2 separate regions of the Mus musculus genome follow, and region 1 is linked to region 2. A link is a contact called in public HiChIP or PLAC-seq data. All regions are on one chromosome and are shown on one strand. The core of a region is the stretch at or near the end of the contact, and the rest is flanking DNA. Distances in the headings are between cores, read along the strand shown.

Region 1 (3,628 bases), core at 80-2,579, 57 kb after region 2:
AAATGAAGTCTAGAAATAGTTCCTATTTCTTTCCTCCTCTATACCCATTGAGAATGTAGGTGGCTCAAAGGCCACACCTACCTCAGTCTACATTCTCCTGAGCCCCAGAAATCCCTGTCAACAAGGACTCTGTGAGCCTCATCCCACTGAAGGTGCATGAAACCTGGCTGAGGGATGGTCAGAAGGTCAGGGGAAGGGCAGGTATCTGATCTGTAGATGAGAGGATAGAGGAGTGTTCTCTAGGTTGTGCCAATAGAGAAACTGTCCTGGGAGTCTGTATTAACTCTTCATTATATCATCTATATTTCTGTGATTGATCCCCATCCCCAAATTTTGAAGGCACAAAGCTATATAAGATCAATTTGTAGGTCAAATCGACAGCAAATGTTTTAAGTTAGTTATAATCAACCCTGGATCCTTCCACCCCGCCTTTATGCATCCTTTAATCTTATTAGAGTTCAATGCCAATAATCTAAAACATCACATCATATTCTCAGGCTTCGCCGGGTTGCTTCTAATCACTCCATAGGGTGAGTCACCTGGCCTCTGATCCTGCTCCTAGAACCTCCTTCCCTCCACCTGATCCAAAGCAACAAGAATGCCATTTCCTTCTTCCAAGAAGGTCTGTGTTGGTGTAAGTAGAATAAAGAATTAATTAACCATATTTTTCATGATACATTTCTAATTTAAATATTCTTCCTTCTAGACAGTAAGAGTCATTGTCGTATTTCAATACAAACTTGTTGGAAATGTAATTAACAAAAAGACAGCCTCCCTGATTGGACAGGAATTCAGGCTTTTGTGAGGTTCATCTCCAGGTGGTCTTTATCCTGCCCACTCTGCTGGAATCTCTCTCCTGATTACAGTTACAGTGTCTGTCACCTTCCCCACAGAGCACTCCAGGTCCTTTCCTTTCCCCCTACTGAGCAAGCCAACTTTTAAAAGTACACCCTTTTTTCCCTTCCTATTTGTTAAAGTCTAACAAAAGGGAGATAAACAGATTAGAAGCAACACAGAAGGTTTGCTCAGGAGTATGGCTTCGCTATCACAAAGCTGTTGAAATCTTAAGAAACCCAAGTTTTCAGTAATCATGTAAGACAACAGTGATTTCAGTGGGAATAGGTGGGAGGGAATAGGGGCTTGGAGAGTTCAGATGCAAAACAACAAAGTTATTTTAAGGAGCAACCCTAATGATCCTTGGCTGGAATTCCGGGTAGACTGCCAGGTGAGCTTTTGGCTGGCAGGCTTGGTGCCCTTCAAACCATCCCATAGTATGGCTTGCACCTGTGGGAAAAGCTGATCCTTTGGAGCGCCTGGGGCAAAGGAGAAGAGCCCGGATGCTGTGTTCTGGCTGGGGAGACTCAGGCAGTAGCACCACCCACAGGAAGTTGGGATAAGTGCCTTCCTTAGAGAGAAAGCAGCCAGGCTTATGGTAAAAGACATCCATCCAAAGAAGAAGCAACGGGAAAGGTTGTAGCTGAAATGGTGTCAGAGAAGCCCTGTGACAAAGGCAGACTTCGAAAGTATATAGTACTTGAAGTTCTAGCTAGAGCAATAAGACAACACAAGGAGAACAAGGGGATACAAATTGGCAAAGGAGAAGTCAAGGTATCACTATTTGCCGATGATATGATAGTATACATAAGCGAACCTCCCTCCTCCCCACCCCAAATTCTACCAGAGAACTTCTACAGCCGATAAACAACTACAGCAAAGTAGTTGGATATAAAGTTAACTCAAACAAATCGGTAGCCTTCCTTTTATACATATGCTAAATGGGTTGAGAAAGGAAGTAGGAAAACAACACACTTCACAATAGTCACAAGTAATATAAAATGCCTTGGAGCAACTCTAACCAAACAGATGAAAGATCTGTATGACAAGAACTTCGAGTTTCTTTTTTTTTGTTTTTTTCTTTTCTTTTTTCTTTTTGGTTTTTCGAGGCAGAGTTTCTCTGAATAGCCCTGGCTCTTCAGGAACTCACTTTGTAGGCCAGGATGGCCTTGAACTCAGAAATCTGCCTGCCTCTGCTTCCCAAGTGCTAGAATTAAAGGCATGCACCACCACTGCCCGGCAAACTTCAAATTTCTTAAGAAGGAAATTGAAGAAGACCTCAGAAAATGGAATGATATTCCATGCTCATGGATTGGTAGAATAACATAGTAAAAATGGCCATCCTACCAAAACCAATCTACAGATTCAAGGCAATCCCTATCAAAATCCCAACGCAATTCTTCAAAGATATGAAAGAGCAATTCTCAGTTTTATATGGAAATACAAAAGTAACAGGTTGGTCCTGGACTATCATCCTGGACAGTGTGACAGAAAGCTGACCATCATTTCCTGTGGTGGGTACAGACCTTGCAGTCTAAAGAACAATGCAACATAAAGGAAATGAAGGGAAAAGAGGAAACAGACCCTCTGTGTTATGCATTTTGCTTCTTTCTGTTTCCTTCAGTTTTATAACCATGACTTGAAGGGACTTATAAATTACTGTAAAGACCATCAGCAAAGAAAGTAAAAGGTTACAGTTTGGTTATGGGTCCTAAACAAACAAACAAACAAACAAATAAAAGAACTAGAGTTAAGACTTGATTTTCTAAAAATCTAAACCCAAACCATGTAGCTATTAAATATTGACTTAGGGTTGTATAAGTCACTTAAATACTTAGTAATTGTCTTAAATGCTTCTTTCACTTAGTGACCAAAGACATACATAACAATCATATTAGCCTAGTGCCTAGGGAGATGGCTCCGCCTGTAAAGTATGTGCCAGCACAGCAGGAGGATCTGAGTCTGATCCCCAAATCTGCAAAACAAGCACAGCGTGGTGGTGTCTGTCTATAATTAGACCATTTGGGAGGCAGAGGCAGGAGGTTCCTTAGGGATGGCTGGACAGCCAGCCTAAATGATAAGTAAACTCCGGGGTCAGTGAGAAGCCCTGCCTTAAAAATGAGGTGAAGGCATCCTTTTGAATACCTGGTCCCCAGTTGGTAGAACTATTTAGAATGGGTTAGGCGAAGGTGTGTCTTTGGGTGTGGCCTTTGAAGTCTGAAAATACTCCATTCCCAGTTAGTTTTTTCTGTGTTGTTGTTGTGTTTGATGAGAGCTCTCAGCTGCTCCTTCAAAACCATAGCCTCCCACTATGCTCCCAGCCATGCTGATCCTAGACTCTAACCCTGTGAATCCACAAACCACAAATACATTCTTTCTTCTATAAGTTGTCTTTATCATGGTGTCTTATCACAGCAATAGAAAAGAAACCAAGATAGTCAACAAATCACGTATAAGCCTATAATGGAAAGCATTGGAATAGTCGATAAAATTAATATAATTCTCCACTCTTGAATAGTTATGCAGGCCAAACATCCAGAAAACAGTTCAAGCATTAATGTTATCTTTAATTATATTTCAGGCAGTTTTAAATTAACAGTTAGATTCCTCTTCATATGTCAGTATTATTTGGAAACCTTACACTCTGTAGGTTAATTAGAATGATTGTCAACAGTCACGGTCTTCAGATGAGCTCTGTTTTAACAATTATTTGAGGGAATTACTGGATTCTTAGTTGAAGGAAGAGATAATATTAAAGTACATTTAAAAAGTTCTAAAGCTGCCTATGCTGTAT
Region 2 (3,517 bases), core at 379-2,878:
GGCACACACAGTAGATCAGCATGCTAATTTTTAAAAAGACTTATTTGTTATATGTAAGTACACTGTAACTGTAGCTGTCTTCAGACACCCCAGAAGAGGGCATCAGATCTCATTGCGGATGGTTGTGAGCCACCAGGTGGTTGCTGGGATTTGAACTCAGGAGAGCAGTCAGTGCTCTTAAACGCTGAGCCATCTCGCCAGCCCCGGAAGTGACTCTTCAAATGGACCCTTTGGAAGGAAACTGGTGTTGTTCTCAAAGTTCAGTGCTGTCCTGTGAGAGATTTGTGCTGTGGTGCACACCAGGGGCACCGAGCCTCAGGTCACAATCTTTTGTGTTGGATATTCCTTTTACTCCCTTTGGCGATTTCCTGTGTTGATCAGGTGACTGGCTATCAGCTGCCTTGTCCCCAATCCACGGAAGATTTGCAATTCTGAAAACAAATCTACATCTGTTTTATAGGTTTTCACTATGAAGATAGGAAGCCTGAAGCAGATACTCAGTAATTAATAAAGTCATGTCTTAACATCTCGCATGATTGATGCGAGTTGACCCCATTGGGCGGCTTCATTGACTTTTCATTTTAAGTGACCAATGAGTGATATATCATAGTGTAGTTTAAAGTTTCAAATATGTTTTCAGACAGAAATATTCCAAGAATGCAAGTCAGGTATATTTCTCAGATAAATAACAGCCCCAGCATTACGTACGGGGAAATTCTTCCTTCTCAGGTTTCCCTAGGTTGAGATTCAGGGGCCTGTCATTAATCATTCATTAGGGTCGGTCCTCCAGTCAATGGAAGTTGAAGAGAGCTGTTGGCTAACTCCTCCAGGCAACGGATCATGGGGTCAGAGAGGACAACTGGGCAGTCCTGGTGTTCAGACTCAATTCATCCTTGCCTGGAGTTCAAGTGTGTCTGGTGTGTGTGTGTGTGTGTGTGTGTGTGTGTGTGTGTGTGTATGTTCGAGGGCGTTCACCTGTTCCAACACAGACATGGGTTTTCCTGAAGAAAAAGCTGGACACGTCGTGCATCCACAGAGTTTCTTAGAGGGCAGCCTGAGACCTGGCATAACAATTCAGGGTGGCTCTCTAGTGGAGAAATAAACGCACACCTTAGTTCTTTAATAAATCAATAACAGCGAGAAACCAGTCTTCTCTCCCACCCTGGGCCACCCCAAAACCTTCCCAAGTTCTGCTGCCAATCAGTTTTTGGTTCCCTTCGGAAAGTGGTTCCCAGGCTCCAGATGGCAGGGGCCAGCAACCTGGAATGCGGGTGCTGGGTAAAGAGTGAGTTGGCTGGGACACATGTGACCACAGAGGACGGGAACCCATGCCCACGTTGCCGTCCGTCCGTGCCCCTTGCGTGGAGAGCAGCGCGCGCGGAGCCGATTCCGGAGCCGCTGGCTCGGGCAGGGGGTGGGGTGACTGGGTGGCTCTTGACAACCGCTGGGTTGCATGACCCGTGCACGGTCGCAGCCAGCGTCCCGGGGGCAGCTTCTGAGGGCGAGACACCTCCTCCCACTCCCGGGATCGCATCTCCCTCCTCCTTCACACCCCCGCCCCCGGGACCGCGGCGCTCCCTCCCCGTACCGGCCGTGAGTACACAAAGCGGCGGGTGAGGGGAAGCTTCGCAGGCGTGCACGGAGCAGTGAGATCACTGGCGTTATAAATATCCCGGTGCCAGCGCCGAGATCCGCTCGGGTGGCCTCTCTCTCTCCCCCTCTCCCTCTCCCTTCCCCGAGGCTATGTCCACCCTGTGCGGCGAGGGAGGCAGCGCCAGAGGCACGCAGCCGCGCGGGGGCTACGGAGCCCGGAGCCAGCCCTGCAAGATGCACTTAGGACCCCCGCGGCCGGAAGAATGAGCCTGTCCTTGCTCTTCCTCATCTTCTGCAGCCACCTGATCCACAGCGCTTGGGCTCACGGGGAGAAGCGTCTCACTCCCGAAGGGCAACCCGCGCCTCCTAGGAACCCGGGAGACTCCAGCGGCAGCCGGGGCAGAAGTAGCGCGACGTTTTCTTCGTCTTCTGCCTCCTCACCAGTCGCAGCTTCTCCGGGCAGCCAAGGAAGCGGCTCGGAACATAGCAGTTTCCAGTGGAGCCCTTCGGGGCGCCGGACCGGCAGCCTGTACTGCAGAGTGGGCATCGGTTTCCATCTGCAGATCTACCCGGATGGCAAAGTCAATGGCTCCCACGAAGCCAGTGTGTTAAGTAAGTTGCTCACTCTCCAACAAAACCTGTTCTGGGAGGGACGGTCAAGATTCCTTTGGGCCACAGGCACCTCTAGGAGCCCTAGCGTCTGGGACTCTGCTGGTTCTGGAAAGAGTCCGGTAGGGTTTCGTGGAGATGCGTCTACTCAGAGCGAGCAGACGCACCCTTCTGTCTTGGGTAGTAAGCATGGGTAAGCCCAGGTGAGGTTACCGAGGTGAGACAGGCAGCTCTTTTCCAGAATGCCCGGGCCGAAAAGACTAGCCACCCACTCTAGCTGGAGAAGAAAAAAAAATAATAATAATAATGAAAGAAGTAACAATCTTTCTCCTGGTACAATTTCTTTCTACTTATGAACTAGAACCGCATTTTTCTTTAAGCGTTAAGTATATCTCTATTCCCTGTACATAATTTACGTTTATGAAAAGAACCCATCTGAGTACTTCCATTCTCCAACTACAAATATCCTATATATCCCATATTATGTTTGTTTATTAATATCTCTATGTAACTCCGAATGCTTAGGTATCTTTCACACGAATACATACATATGTAGATACATACATGCGTACATAAGCGCGCGCGCACACCAACTACACAGGTCTACGTAGAATTTACGTGTACATGCGTTTTGGAAGGGCAAAGTTCTGCTTGCAAGAAAGCAACATGATCTGGAAAACCGGACAGACAGTATTATGACTAAGTCCGGTGCTGAGTTTAACAACATTTAGTAGGCTGAGACCCTGACAATGTTAACCTTTGGTTTCCAGGGACAGATGGAGTAAAGTTCTTAATTTTAAAAGAATTACAGATGAGGTTGGAAATGGTTGTAAATTGAGCATAACTTAAAAAAAAAAAACATCAACCACCCAACCTGAAATTTTTCTGAGTTCTCTCTTTCTCCTTTCCTCTTCGCTTCCACCCCCACCCGCGTTTTCTCCATTCCATCTGCTTTTCTGGACCACCACGTTAATCACTCGCACTCCCCTCGCTGCTCTAAGCTGCTGAGGTGAGCGGAGGTTTGGAGCTGTGTGCATGCATGGGACTGTAGTTGTCTCTGTAATCCTGCAAGCAGTTTTCTCACTAGGTTCAGGTCGGGTTTCCAGCAGGGCTCAGTCCTCCAGATAAAAGCCACAGCAGGGACCGCTCAGACTCCCATGGAGAGCGGAAATGGGGCCAGGAGATAGTGCTGCGCAGTCACCTGGCTCCTCTTGTCTTCCTGGTGGCTCTCGGGTGCACTTCACTAGACCAGCGTCCCCAGAAACTAGAACACTTTTGTTTACTCAGCTCCAAGAACCACGGGCTTTATTTGTTG

The links. HiChIP or PLAC-seq counts read pairs in DNA pulled down with a chosen protein or histone mark.
Region 1: an H3K27ac HiChIP or PLAC-seq map of stem cell-derived epiblast-like cells shows a contact between it and region 2, with 3 times the contacts expected there. The contact joins the enhancer-like site here to the promoter of Fgf5 in region 2. A contact is called at or near these places in 1 of 15 datasets of contacts at CTCF or cohesin (stem cell-derived epiblast-like cells), 3 of 484 Hi-C or Micro-C datasets (cortical neurons, differentiating embryonic stem cells and nephron progenitors), 4 of 115 datasets of contacts at active chromatin or transcription factors (embryonic stem cells, epiblast stem cells and stem cell-derived epiblast-like cells) and 2 of 9 other capture datasets (adipose tissue and pancreatic islet).

What each region holds. Positions count from the first base shown.
Region 1 is chr5:98,309,377-98,313,004 of GRCm38.p6, forward strand. No RefSeq gene overlaps it. Among named protein-coding and RNA genes, the nearest start is that of Cfap299, 18 kb to the right of the region's middle. Within about 2 kb of position 1,330, at least 11 of the 459 cell types and tissues checked have an H3K27ac peak or open chromatin away from gene starts, as enhancers often do. A contact at or near this core is called in differentiating embryonic stem cells, epiblast stem cells and stem cell-derived epiblast-like cells, where this site is marked.
Region 2 is chr5:98,252,556-98,256,072 of GRCm38.p6, forward strand. Fgf5 (fibroblast growth factor 5) reads left to right here and starts at 1,629. Exons shown (of 3, transcript NM_010203.5): 1 at 1,629-2,205. The coding sequence starts at 1,857.